Linked DNA regions of Mus musculus: region 2 is linked to region 1. A link is a contact called in public HiChIP or PLAC-seq data. All regions are on one chromosome and are shown on one strand. Each heading gives the region's core, a stretch centred on a gene start, on an enhancer-like site or on the middle of the called end of the contact. The rest is flanking DNA. Distances are from core to core; before and after follow the strand shown. Region 1 holds the start of Ephb2 (Eph receptor B2). Region 2 holds the start of Camk2n1 (calcium/calmodulin-dependent protein kinase II inhibitor 1).

What was found. HiChIP or PLAC-seq counts read pairs in DNA pulled down with a chosen protein or histone mark.
Region 2: a FOXA1 HiChIP or PLAC-seq map of pancreatic cancer cells shows a contact between it and region 1. The contact joins the promoter of Camk2n1 here to the promoter of Ephb2 in region 1. A contact is called at or near these places in 1 of 39 promoter capture datasets (pre-B cells) and 1 of 115 datasets of contacts at active chromatin or transcription factors (pancreatic cancer cells).

The regions. Positions count from the first base shown.
Region 1 is chr4:136,833,620-136,840,470 of GRCm38.p6, forward strand. It overlaps Ephb2 (Eph receptor B2), which reads right to left and starts at 2,393. Exons shown (of 16, transcript NM_010142.4): 1 at 2,151-2,393. The coding sequence starts at 2,211. It overlaps Gm31536 (a long non-coding RNA gene), which reads left to right and starts at 2,316. Exons shown (of 5, transcript XR_881502.3): 1 at 2,316-4,267; 2 at 6,011-6,169; 3 at 6,328-6,437.
Region 2 is chr4:138,451,548-138,458,398 of GRCm38.p6, forward strand. Camk2n1 (calcium/calmodulin-dependent protein kinase II inhibitor 1) reads left to right here and starts at 3,601. Exons shown (of 2, transcript NM_025451.2): 1 at 3,601-3,804; 2 at 5,171-6,851. The coding sequence starts at 3,639. The coding sequence ends at 5,241.

The sequences.
Region 1 (6,851 bases), core at 1,143-3,642:
TACCTAGGGAAACTGAGGCTCCTACAGAGAAGGCAGCTACCCCAGCGTCCCGAGAGAATTACAAGCAGTCCCCTGGGGTCCACCTCATACCTTCTCTCAGTCCAATATGAGCTAATCATGATGAATTAAATTCTCCAGAGTTCTCCTACTCCTGCCCCCAAACGGGCAACCATCCCGTCTTGTGACATCAGCTGCCAACCAGCTCTGTGTCCAGGGCCAGGGCCCAGCCAGGCCACAGCCCCCCCAGATTCTAACCACCCACTTGCCAGAGCTGGACAGACGTGGCCCTTCCATCTACCCCACGGTAATTAAAAACACACTCGGGCCTTCTCAAACGCACAAGAGAGGCCAATTTTCTTCCCCTCCAGCCCCACTGACTGCAACCTAAATAGCAATATTTATGCCAAGCTCCCCATAATACTGTAAACATCCCAACGTATAGCGGGCCAGCACATGAGTCATTTCCCCAAAGCCGGAGTAATACGCGGTACACCAACCAGCTCCCAGGGAGCTCCCCGCCAGCAGCCGGGCTCCACGGCTGCCCTCCACACCCAGGGCCCGTGGCACCCTCAGTGCCCTGGCCACCCCACTCTGGGAAACCGCAGGCAGCCGCCAAATCCTGCAGGAGCCGGAGGACAGCTGCCTTGGTGCCAAACACTATGGCTGCCATCCAAGGACCCCCCCCCTTCTCCTCCCCACTGCGGTCACTAAAATGCTCATTACTGGGAAAGAAACTAAGTTATAGCACGGGGTCCCCCACCATGCCTGGAGTGGCTGTGCCTGGAGCCCTCAAGGCTTCTTCACACCTCACCCCAAAGTGACCCAAGAATAGGGCACTCTGTGTCTCACCCCTCAAGCCCTCGGTGGCACACTCCTAGAACGGGTCACCTTCTTTAGGGGTAAGAAAACCCAGCCAGTTGTTTGAAAGACCTCAGACTCAGGGCCTATTTTTATCACCCAATGGCTAGGGCTGAGACAGGATTTTTCTGAACCCGCGGTTTCCCTATTTGCTAAAAACCAGTAAAAATTCGACCCATCTGGCTTCCCGGAAGACTTCTGAAGGATTCAACACAGATTGTCGGCCGGCAAGCACTTTGCAAAGAAGGCTTCAAGTACCTTGTCAACCGTGCAGCACGCTGTAAACCACGGAGAGCAAAGTACTTCATAAACTGAAGCGACTGGCAAACTGTAGAGCACAGTACACGTGAGAACCATTATTAGGATTCACGCCTGGTCCTTCCAGCCCGGCCATTCCTGGTGGACACACCCAGACCCCCACTAACAACTTTTCCTCCAAAGCCAGCGAGCTGCGACCACCTGGCAGCCACTCCCGCCCCCGGGGGGTCGGGTGGTACCACAGCGCGAGGCCTCGGGGAGAGGCCCAGAGACCCAGGCCAAGGCCAACAACACATGGCAAAGCATCTGGTCCGGTCTCTGACGGCAGCTGGAGAGTTCTCGGGGCTCCAGACTCCACGCTGAGCTCTGTCGCCCACGGGGCGGTGGCCCGCGGAGGTACCCGGAGAACCCGGCGCGCAAGAGTGATGCCCATCGCCCCATCCCCCGCTCAGTCCTGCTGGGGAGGGGACCCCATTGTACGCCGCGAGCGACCGGGCGGGCACGGACGCGAGGGTGGGGGACACGCGCGCTTCGCTCCACTCCACGGGTGCCCCTGCTCTTCGGGTGGCCCAGGCTGCATCCAAGGGGGCGCGGCCAGGGATCCCCAATCCTTGGCGCGGCCGCGGTGCCTCCCTCGGAACGCTCCCTGCCAAACTTTGCAGCACCCACTGCGCGCCGGGCCCGCGCCCCTGAGCTCGGTGCCGAGGCATTGCCGGGCTCTGCGGGGATGCGGGGACCTCGGTGGCGGGCGCGCAGTGGTAAGACCCCCCAGCCCTGGGCGGCGCTCACCCGGCTGGCTACAAAGCCTCGGCAAGATGGTCCCTTCGCCTCCTCCTGGCACAGTCAATCAGCGCCCGCCGCTCGCCCGGGCGCCCGCGGGGCCCCGCGTCTTTCCCAGCGGTGGCCGCCGGCCACACCTCCCCGCGGCCACCTGCGCCCGGCACCGGCCCCCGGGCAAACTTTGCGACCGCGGGGCCGAGTGAGGGGGCGACCCGGGGCCGAGGCGGCCGCTCCCCGCCCCCATCCCCGCTCACCTTCCACGGCGGCTAGCAGCGGCAGCAGCAGCAGCGCGGCCCCCAGCCTGCGCACGGCCATTGCTGCGCTGCCCGGAGCCTCCGGCCGCGGCGCCGCGGGGACCCCCGGGCTGGAGCGCGCGCCCCGGGCTCGGGGGGCCGGCGGGGAGCGGCGGGGCGCGGCGCACACACACACGAGCCGCCGCCGCCGCGCAGCCAGCAGAATGAGCCATCCAGCCCGGGCAGAACGGGGACCCGGGCTCCGCCAGCGCTGGGCACGGCCCACCTGAGCCGCGGGCGTGGGGGGAGCCGGGGTTGGACTGCCAATCCTGTGCCTCTGCCCGGTGCACCCACGGGTTGCACCACGCCCGAGTCATGATCTTCTAAATCTTTTGAGTCCCTTCGGATGGGGCAGCAACCGTGTTGGAGCATCGTGACCCCACTCACCCGGGTGTCCGGGACCCCGGAATCCCCCCCGCGCAGCAGTGGTCTCTCCCGGCGCTGTGGCTCCTCCAGATAAAGCAGCGATTTCAGCCCAAATGTTTCTCAATTTTTATTGAATGCTGCAAAGCCGAGATCGTCTGGCGCGGCTGACAGGAGCAGAGAGAGGGGACCCGGGGCGGGGGGGCGGAGAACGAGGAAGGGGCTGCCCAAAGCCGGGGGACTGGCCCTACCTGTCAGGACTGGGAGTGCCACCCCCTTGCCTGAGCCCTGCCACCCGCGTCCCTGCGGCTTCGAAAGGGACTGAACTGCAATGAATGAGGGGGGGAAAGAGGGGGGAGCTGGGAACAAAACAGGCGGCTTTCCCAGGCTCTAGGGTTGGGCTGGGGCCTCTGCCTGGGAGAGTGGGCCTTGGCGCTCGCCCGCGGGCCCGGGGTTCTCTCTGGCAGGAGTGGCGGGCCCTGGCAGGCAGACCCCGGGCCTTCCCTCCTTGCCTTGTTGTCTTGCGCGAGCCCACCGGCCCCTCCCCGCGGACCTTCCCAGCCGCACATTGTATTTCTCCTCTGTTGATCTGGTTCCCGGTGCAGTTTGCGAGCAGGGGTGTGGAGGAGGCCCGGGGGTGGGGGGTGCCTAGCGACAGCCCCTACTCCACCCCTCGGTGGAATGGACCTGTCTGGGCTGCTCGGTTTTGTGCATAGCTGTCCCTTCGGGGAGGACACAACCCCTTGTTCCATTTCTGCGGGCCCAGCCTGCTCTGACAGCCTTCATCACCATCATCATTAGCGGGCTTGCTGAGACCGGTGGTGGGAGGACTGGAGGGATCCTGCGGGAACCACCCAGGCAGGGCCCCTAGCCTTTGGGACCCGCGCTCCTGAAAACACACTTAGCCAACAGCACTGGCCATGATCATTGCAGTGGGTGGAAGAATGCTTTAGAGAGACAAGCTGTTAAAAGTCCAGTGCAGACCTCTCCAGTCCCTTTGTCCCACAAACTAACAAAACGTCCCAGAGATGTCTTCCCTTCAAGGCCCATCAGACAGACTGTCCTGAGACACCAACTGAGGTTTGGAAATTTGGGGCACCCTTTGAAGCATTGAGAGTCCATCAGAAATGAACCTCAGCCTGGGAGGCCACCTGGAAATGGTGGGCCTCGAAGGTTGCAAAGGAGGCAGAACAGAAGTGAGCCGGGGAGAATAGAAGACAACAGGGAAGATCACCCTCTCTGCCAACACCTTCCACTCCGTGTTGCCTGCAGACTCCTGCCTGGGGTAGAAGTTAATTGGGTGCCCTGGCTTTTTTTTTTTTTTCTCTGTTTCTCCTCATCAGACAAACCAAGGGGCTTAGGATTTGGTGGACTCTGAGCCTTTTCTCCTCCATCCCTGGTGTATACAGGTGGCCCCTCCCCATTTCCAGAAACATTTATGGGCCATCTATTACATCCTGGGTGGATTCAGCTCTGCTTTCTTTCTATCCCCTGGGGACCCTTGTCACCATCCACCCACCCCTAGCAATTGCTTCCTTCTTGATTTAAAATCCTTTTTGATTCAAAATACAAATACTAGATTTTAGCATCCTTTGAGAACCCGGGTACCAGGGATGAGGCTCGGGGCTGTTCACGTTTCCAGATTTTCCTCTCCTCCATTGTCACAACTCTGGTGGCAGGTGCAGGCCATCTCAGGTGATGAGACTGAGGACCAGGTAAGTCATCTGCTCAAGGCCAAATAGCGCATCGGAGCTAGGATTCAAGCAGTGTCTGACACCCACACTCATCCCTTGGGCCTTGCATAGGTCCATAGAACACGTTTATTCAGTTAGCCAACTTCCCACAGTCACTGAAAACCTTATCATTAATTGATAGCAGTCTGGACTTTTACCTGGCCAAACGCAAAAAAAAAAAAAAAAAAAAATCACTGTAGCAATAAACAAAGCCCCGTATCTTCCCCATCCCGTTCTCCCTCCGTGTTGTATGATTCCCCATTTGAGATCCTATAGAAAGGCTGAGTCTTGTCAGCCATCCAAGGCCTTCCTCTCTGCTCTCTTGGCAACTGCCTTCGACTCCGCCTTTGTCCCAGCCAAACCCTATCCAGCTTTCTCTGCTCTGTGACCAGGATTCCACCTCATCAACCCCTTACTAAGTGCCTTCACTAACTTTGGCCTCTTCGGGACTGACACCCATTTGCTTAGGATTTTCCGGAAAGATGATCACGGGTTCCCTTGCTGGGGCCTGGGGATAGTTTGATTATCTTCAGTTTGCATATTGCCTCTCAAACCCCCAGCATATTAGATGTTTCCTAATGGGGAACCTGCCCCTCCAGGTGTAGCAGAGGCTGGAGAGTGAGCTTTGGATCCAGACCCGGTCCCTCACTGCACAGGAAGAGACGGCTGGAAGCTTCATTTGTCTAATGACAACAGCTCCCCGCATTTGCAATCACGCTTTAACAGTTTACAAAGCAGTGTTCACACCCATCCAGTCGGCTCATGATAATTCAACGAGCGGAGCCTCCCACCCCCAGCACCAGCCTCTAGAAGGGGAAAGCGGGATCCAGAGAGGGAAAGGTACTTGCCCAAGTACTCACAGCACTGTTAGCTGTGCATCGCTGCAGTCATAGAGAGAAATCTGATGACCTCACTTGTCTGTGTCTCTTTCTGTCTCACTTGATTGACAAACATGAGTTGGGCATTGCCTACGTGCCAGGCACTGGGGAGGCAGGAATGCAGCTGAGGACCTGTTAGACAAGACCCCGCAGGAGTCCCAAAGGGGGACAAAATAATCAACAATGATCCAGGCCAGGAAGACAATAAAGCTGGGTGACAGAGCGCTGAGTGACCCTGGGGGTGGGGAGGGTGGGGTCAGAGAAGCCTGTCTGAGGAGGGAGTATGACAGCTGAAAGCCAGGCCAAACAAATGTGGGGACGGGACCTGCTGGGTGTTTCCTACTTGTCGATACCTTGTCTCCCACTGTCTTACCTGCCCAGTCACTGGACTGATGGGAGCCCTTGGTCACGTGTGGATCAGAGCACACCTCCAACCACTGCCGAGCTGGAGGATCTGAGCAGATACTTGGCTATACCTCTGTCCCTGCCCTCTCTTCGCTGGGTGACCTCAGGAAAGACCTTCAGTTCTCTGAACCTAAGCAGGAGTGTTTCTAATTCTACCCATACAGAGCTCATAGGTCAGCACTGCCCAAAAGAAATCTAATACCGGCTCATATGTAATTTTAAAACTCTAGTAGCCATATTAAAAAAAAAATCAAATGAAGGACTAGGGGACCTGTAGCTTAGAGGTACACCTTGCTTACTCAGCATGCATGTGGTCTTGAATTCTTCTTCTTCTTCTTTTTTTAAATAAGGAGTTCCTAGGTTTTTGGTTTTAAATTTAATTTAATTTATTTAATGTGCATTTGTGTTTTTGCCTTTGTGTGTGTCTATGTGAGGATGTCAGAATCCCTGAAATTGGGGTTACAGACAGGTATGAGCTGCCATATCCGGTGTTGGGAATTGAACCTTCCTCTGGAAGAGCAGCCAATGCTCTTAACTGCTGAGCCATCTCTCCAGCTGCAGCCCTGGGCTCTAATACCACCTCCAAGAAAAATACAAGGAGGTAGGAAGAGCTAACTTTAATTATTTAGGCCAACAAGTAAAAAAAAAAATTACTGTGTCAATGTGTAATTAACAAACCATTTCACATTTATTTTTTTTTCTTACCTTGTTACGATTTGAGACAGTGCTTTGTATAACCCAGTGCTTTGTATCACCCAGGCTTTGAATAACCCGGTTCTCCTGCCCCAGCTTCCCCAATACTGAGATTACAAGAGGGAGGACGACACCAGCTACAATCTGAGAGGGAGGACCACACAGGCTGCAATCTGGTATCTCGCTTTTTAGCACGTCTCTGTTTACATCTGCCCTACGTTGAATGCTGGATAGCCCCATGTGACAAGGAGCACAAAGGTAGATCTGGGAGCTGTGATGCATCTCAGTTGCTAGAGTGCTTGCCTAGCATGCGCAAAGTGCCAGGTTCCGCTCCCAGAGTCTCAAAAAACTGGAAAAGGTGGTGCACACCTTTAATTCCAGCACTCAGGAGCCGGAGGCAGGAGAATCAAAAAGTCAGAGGCATCCTCAGCTACGCAGTGTGAGGCTAGCTGATGCCACGCTAAACACTAACAGCGTTCCCTGTCCTGCAGGGTGAAAAAGTGAAAATAGACATTTGTCCAAACTCTCCCAGGGCAGAGGAGGGATTCGCAGCCTTTCCCCTGGAGAAAGGAGGAGGCTTCCCAGAGGAG
Region 2 (6,851 bases), core at 2,351-4,850, 1.6 Mb after region 1:
GGGAACTGGGGACCAGAGAGCACCTCTGAAAGCATGTCCCCAATAACCTACTTCCTTCAGCTAGGCATTGCCTCTCTTATTATCAAACTGTAATAATAGGAGAGGAAACAGAGGACCAGAGAGGTGAATAGAAGAGACCAGAGGAGCTAGAAGTGACAACAGGGATCTGATGTCCCCAAACATGTAATAGCAACTTCCTTTCTGGACACGGAAGAGGGTGGTCTTTATCTCTCCGCACTTTGCCACCAGGGTCTGGTGTCTTTGCCCAATTGTGGGCCTCTGGAGTGGAGACAGGTAGAAATGGAGTCCTAAGATTTATGTTAACTCGGGCCAGAGGTATGACCAACCGAAGACCGGAAGAAACAGAAGATCAAAGCGGTCAGACAGTTGAGAGGGACAGAAAATGGACCCTTCCTGACTCCCAACTTCCCTTGGAGAACTTCCACGCGACCTCAGACAGAGCACTTAACTCCCAGCTCCCTGTTCCGCAAATTGGGCCTGACCGTCCCCCACCAGCTCCACCTTCTTATGAAGGCTCAGTGTTCAAAGATAATAATCATGGAGATGTTTTTTCAGAACTGGAGTGAGAACCCAGGGCATTGAGTATGGTTAGGCAAGGGTCCTACCACTGAGTTACATTCTCAGGCCTTGGTGCTGGTTTTCAGGCTGTTGGTGTCCATGTGCTTAGAAGGCAGGCATGCTCACAAAAGGGGTGGGTACTGGGCTGGGAAAGTGGCTGCTGCCACCTCCAACTTTATTTGCCCAAGGCAACGTAGACATTCCCGGCTTGGATTTATAACTGCCTTCTCCCCTCTCTCTCACTGTCTGGGTGGAGAGTCTTCAGCTCATTGTGTGACTTTATCTTCTTCACAGTGGGGGCCCTGGTAGGCACTGAACTTGGAAGTTGCTTTGTGTTGGTCTGCAGTAAGGATGAGGCCCTGACCCTGGCTCCATCACTAGACCTTGACCTTGGCCAAGTCCCTCCCCCTTCTCCTGCCTCATCAGTTGAATACAGAAGCGGCTTCTCCTCTTCCTACCTACGAAGGCTCTTCTATTTGAGACACCAGGTCAATAATGGATGTGAAAAGTGCTTTGGGGCAAACCCAGAAAGCGTAGCACAAATGTAAGAGCCGCTTGTAAGTTTATACCACCCTGTGTCTTGGGCCTTTGTCATCTCTCTCAGCACTTGAGAGCTAACCTCACAGCTGACTCGCAGCGGGGCCTTAATGAATGAAGACAGGCAGCTTCAGGAGGGACCATCCACAATCTGGGGACCTGCTGCTTCTACTGTTGACAAGCCATGGGACTCTGAGCCAGTTTCCTATGTGTGCATTGCAGGCTCGGGTTAGGCGATGTTTAGGGAGGCTTCCCAGCCCAGGCGGCTCTGAAGTGGGGGAATGGTTAAAGAGACGCACCTTCTCACAGAGGGAGCCATTTCTTATTCAACTACTGCACACCCACTGACAGCTCCGCCCCCGGGGGCCTTCTCCTCTTTAACTGTCTTGAGGGGCACACCGGCAGTTGGGCAGGGGAGACTACTGGGGTTCAGGGAGGATAGACCCCTTGCCTAAAGTGTCACTGCAAGGGAAGCACAGGGTTGGGGTTCAAGATCGGGCCTGTACCCAGAAGTCAAGTTTATTCCACCTGTCACAATCTATTTCTCCACCCCTTCGTCTTCGCATCCTGAGGTCTGGATTCTGGAAACCAGCCAGCCCTTTAACATTGGGGGGAGGGGGCACGGGTTCTAGGCTGCGTCATCCCTGGCTGATGGCAACCCCCTCCCCTGCTCTCCGGCGAGGGGGCGGGGTGCTAGGTGAGTTAGGAGCCTAATGACAAGGATTAGCTTCCTAGCCCTGCCTCTCTCCTGCAGGCTGCTGACCTTGGACTGGTTACCCCTCGCTGGGGTTAGGCCAGCTCTGCTGAGCAGGTCTGGTCTCCTTGGGGAGAGCAGGTGCTCCAGGCTCAGGCGAGGATAATGAGCACTCCTCACGCACCTTGCCCCCTTGAAGTTACCATCTGGCAGACAGATGCGCCTGCCAGGCCTCCTGGGCTTCCCGGGTCTCCCTCCCAGGGTGCAGGAGCACGCTCCGGGTTTTGAGGCTGCAGTATCTCTCCAGAGCTTTATTAAGACTGTTGTTATAAGAGAGGTCCCGGAGGGCAAAGGGCTGCAGGCCCGGGGCGTCCCCAGCGAGTCAGAGGGCTCTAGGAGCCGGGCATCCCGGGCAAGCCCAGAGTAATGAGGCTCTCCCCTATCCCGCGGGAGGCGGGGCTGCCCCCTCCTCCCCTCCTTCTTGTCCCCGGGGTTGGTGCGGGGGGAGCCAGGGCCCCCGCACAGAGGGACAAGAAGTGAGAAAAAGGCCTTCCTGGCAGATCCAGTGGGCACGGGGATAGAGGAATGCCCGGCAGGGTCTAAGTGGGGCACAAGTGTGGTGGGGGAAGGGAGAGGAGTGCCCGCGGGTGGCCCAGTACGCTCCGATCCTTGACCTCTGTAACTGGCCTCCAGGGAGGTCAGCATCCGCGTCCTTCCCGGCCGGTGCGTCCTCGGTCCCCTCCCCTCCCACTGCTTCGGGTTCCCCTCGGGAGTCACAGCCAGCCGAGCCGGCGCGCACAGGCTCCGGGTCGGGTAAACACCGCGCGGGAGGGGCGCGGGCCGTGCGGGGCGGGGCGGGGCGGGGCGGGGCGCACCGGGGCCCCTCAGCGCAGGCGGGACGGAGGGAACGGGGGCGGGGGCAGGAAGCCAGCCGCGGTCCGGCGCGGCCCCGTGACGTCGCTTAGCTTCCAGGGATCTCTCCCCGAGGCCCACGGGTCCCCTCCTCCCTCCCTCCTCTGGCGCCTCGCTTTCAGCCTGGGCTGGCATTCTCCCTAGCAGCTCGCAGGCTGCTCCTTCGTCCCTGCCTCCCTCTGTCCCCCCTCTCTCCTCCTTCCTTCTCCGACCCTCTATTTTTCCCTCTTTCGCTTCTCCGCTCTGCCTCTCCGATCCAAATCTAGTCTCCCCCCTTTTCTTTTTCTCCCTCCTTCCTCACCCTCCCTCCTCCCGCCGCTCCCCTTGCCTTCTTCTGTCTTTCTGTTTTTCTCCCCGTCGCCCTCTCGGTTTCTTCCCTCCCTCCCTCCCTCCCTCCGGGTTTCCTCCCCCTGCCCTCCCTCCTTTTTGCTCCCCTCCCCCTCGGCCGCTCGCTGCTTCACAGTCCCCGAGTCGCCGCCGCTGCCGCCGCCCGCATCCGCGGCAGGACTGGCCCGCGCGCTCCCCGGGGTGCGCCCACCTCGGTCCCGCGCCCTCCGGGCTCGCAGGGACACCCTCCTCCCCGCGCGTCGCGGCCCCGCCCGGCTCGGCCCCCGCCCCGCGCCCGAGAGCGCCGAGGATGTGAGTCCTGCCCGCCGCTGCCGGAGCAGCAGCCACTCGCGCGCGGAGCCCGAGCGCAGCGCAGCTCAGCTGCGGGCGCTCGTTGGGTCGCTCGCGCGGGCTGCGCGCTCCTGCCCCAAGCGGTGTCCCTCCCCGGCCTCTCGCCGGCCCCAGCGCCGCGGCAGCCCCGAGGGCCGTCCCCGGCCGGCCATCCCCGGCCCCAGCGCCGCTGACCCTGTCCTCCGCGGGCGGGGACGCGGGCGGAGGAGGTGCCGCCTCGGAGCCCCCGGACGCGACCATGTCGGAGGTGCTGCCCTACGGCGACGAGAAGCTGAGCCCCTACGGCGACGGCGGCGACGTGGGCCAGATCTTCTCGTGCCGCCTGCAGGACACCAACAACTTCTTCGGGGCTGGGCAGAGCAAGCGGCCTCCCAAGCTGGGCCAGATCGGCCGGAGCAAGCGCGGTGAGTTCCCCGCCCCTTACCCCCTGCGGTGCTGGTGCTGCAGCCTGGCTGGGGCTCAGGGGTCCCCGCGGTAGTAGGAGGACCATCTGCGAGATCTAGGGATCCCTCCTGCGGCGGAAGCTGGATCAGGCCTCGGGCAAGAGTCCCCGCTTGTCCGGGCCACCAGCGGGGTCACCCGGGGGCGTGGTAGCCTCTACTTGCTGCCGAGGCCCAAAGGTTATACCCGCGTCCTCAACCGCACCAAAGTTTGCTTTTAGGTTTCACACCCCTCCCCCTTTTTGCGCAGTGGAGTCGCATCTGCACTCTCTCTGCTCGGCCACCCTGGGGTAAGGGGTCCTGGAGCTTCTTAGGGGTCTGCGTGGGGCGCTGCAGGGGAAGGACCTTAACTCCCGCGGGGAAGGGCGAGGAGCATTCAGGTCGCACTGGCTTTTCACTGTTACTTGGCAGAGGGGAGAAGGGTGGTCTAGCCTGAGATATTGGAGTTGGAGAAGCCCCAGGGAAACCGAGACTCAGGGTGCTGCCGGAAAAGACTGGGGTGGCGAGGTGAAGTGGGGAGATGGTCGGGAGACCGAGGTGGGCTGAGAGCTAAAGCGAGGGAGCTGTAAGGGAGCCTGGGACTCAAGTCTAGGGAGGACGCTGAAGTGCTGGAACAATGAGGGTGACAGACAAGGAGACCTACGGGTAGAGACCCAGAGTTCTGGACAGGTGATCTGATCATCCAGTACAGGGACCGGTGGAGGGACTGAGAGAGGCCAGTGGAGGCAGTGAGGCAGGCGGAAGAGGCAACTGAAGGTAAAGCCCCAGGCGGCAGCGAAGGGAGGTTCTGCCCTTTGCGGTGGCACAGAGAGCGGAGGGGCGGAGGCTACAGACCGGGGAACGGGGAAGGGAGAACGGGAGGGGGACACCCGTTCAGGCCAGGCCTAAACTTTGCAGCCGCTGATCGGCGTGGGAACCTACCCCAGCTTTCCTTCCTGCTCCGGGCATCTTTGAACCCGGCCTGGGCTACCGCCACCAGTGATCTGAAGACCTCAGTTTCCCTTTCTCTCCTTAAGAATCAGCCTAGGAGACTTCTTTGTAAAGGGTTGCATCGGGTTGCAGTCGAGCTGGGATGGCTCCCTCTGGCTTGCTCCTTCTTAGAATCCATCTAGGATGAGGGCTAGGCAGTGGGGCAGTTCAGAACCAGGCAGGGAAGGGAGCCTAGGGCAATGGGGCTGTTCACCCTGCTTGGAACAGCCAGCCTTCCTTCCTCGCCCTCCCCTGCACCTCCATAATGGGGATAGACAAAGTATCTGCGACCCCTGGCTAGCCCAAGCTCTCTCACATTTCTCTTCCCCTCCCCCCCCTTTTTTTTTTTTTTTTTTTGCAGTTGTTATTGAAGATGATAGGATTGATGACGTGCTGAAAACCATGACCGACAAGGCACCCCCTGGTGTCTAACTGCCCCAAAGACAATGTGTTGAGGGAAAGAATAAGAAGAGTGGCGGGCTGTGACAGTTACTGACAAAAAGCACGAGGAGGAGGAGGAGGGAGAAAGCACTTTGAAATTTATTAATAGCTTGCTACCTGCGATGAAATCGACAACTTGTGTCTCAAGTCAGGCCGGGAGACAGATGAGGTGGAGAGGAGGAGGAGGAGGAAGAGGAGGAGGTGGAGGTGGTGGAGGTGGTGGTGGTGGTGGTAGCAGCGGTAGCGGTGGCTCTGGGCTCCTCTACAAAAACAAAAGTTAAAAAAAAACACACAAAAAGTAAAAAAATAAAATAAAAAAAATAAAAATCACTATATACACACATATAAAAGAAAAAAGTCTCAGTTGCAGCTATTTGTCAAGATTAATACCTGTTTCTTTTTATATATGGTAAATATTGTGCAATTATAGCTCTGGAGTTTGAACCACTTCCCGAAAGCAGCACCGACCACGTGAAGGTGCTTGCCTTCTCTGCTGATTTGGCTGTTCCCAATGTTTACATAATTTCATCTGTGCACTTGGATGTGACATGCGGTCTAGTCCAGTTTTTTTTTTTTAATGTTGTTTATTCTTGGATGTACAAAAGAAAATTGGGGGCAGGGGAATGACCTCTGTAGATACTGTTGTACTTGGGTCATCTTTGAATGAACCCCATTTTAAAGCAGAAAGTAACTTTTCTACGGACTGATGCTTTGGGAAGGCCCCTTCCTGGTCTTGTTTTCGAGAGACAACTGAAAAGCTTGCGCTTCTTTGTTGCAGTACAGCTCTTTGCCCAGGTTAACACCAACAGTGGGTTTTATATGTCAGAAAGAAGAAGAAGAAAAACAAAGACAAACTTGCTTGAGCTTTTTCTAGCCTCCCTGGGGGCTCTGTTGAGTGAACCCCTCTTTCTTCTTCAATATTGTGTCACTTTATCCATTCTCTTTAATGGACTGTAAAAAAAAAACAAAAACAAACAACAAATGTAATCACAAGAGTGCCAAATATCTTGAACCGCCAAAAGGCATTTTGGTTTCCTTTTGTCCCCTGTGCTCTGAGTCCTGTGTGGGAACACTTGGAGAGTCTTTTCTGTTATTTATAGGGGTTCTCTTAAGGCTCGCCAGCTGCCTGTTTTGCATGGTATTTGCAAAAAAATGCCTCTTGCGTGAGGAATCTTTTACCTTTTTTTTTTTGTTCTTTTAAATTATTTGTTTGCAACTTTGGACCTCAAGAGGTCCCCACCCCTCCCAGTTCCTTCTTTTCTTAATTCTCTATTCTGTATGTTGCACCTTGAACCAGCACACAGGGCTATTTCTCCAGTGTACAATAAAGAACTCTTCCTGTGTCTACTCTTTCGTTAGCCTTGTTTCTCAGGGACTGGAATACAGAGATGGTGGCTTTGGCCTGTAGGATGAAACAGTTTGTGTGCGTTGTTGGGGGGTTATCAGCCAGTGGGCTGGATGGGTCAGGCTATCCCCTAAGAATGGCAGAGTCAGTGGACTTTGAATTTTGCAAATGGCTCCTTCTGGATTCCCTGAGGCTTGCTTGGGCCATCCTGTTGGGTTGGGAGGCCGCCAGTCCTGTGGAGACTGAAGCTGGGAGA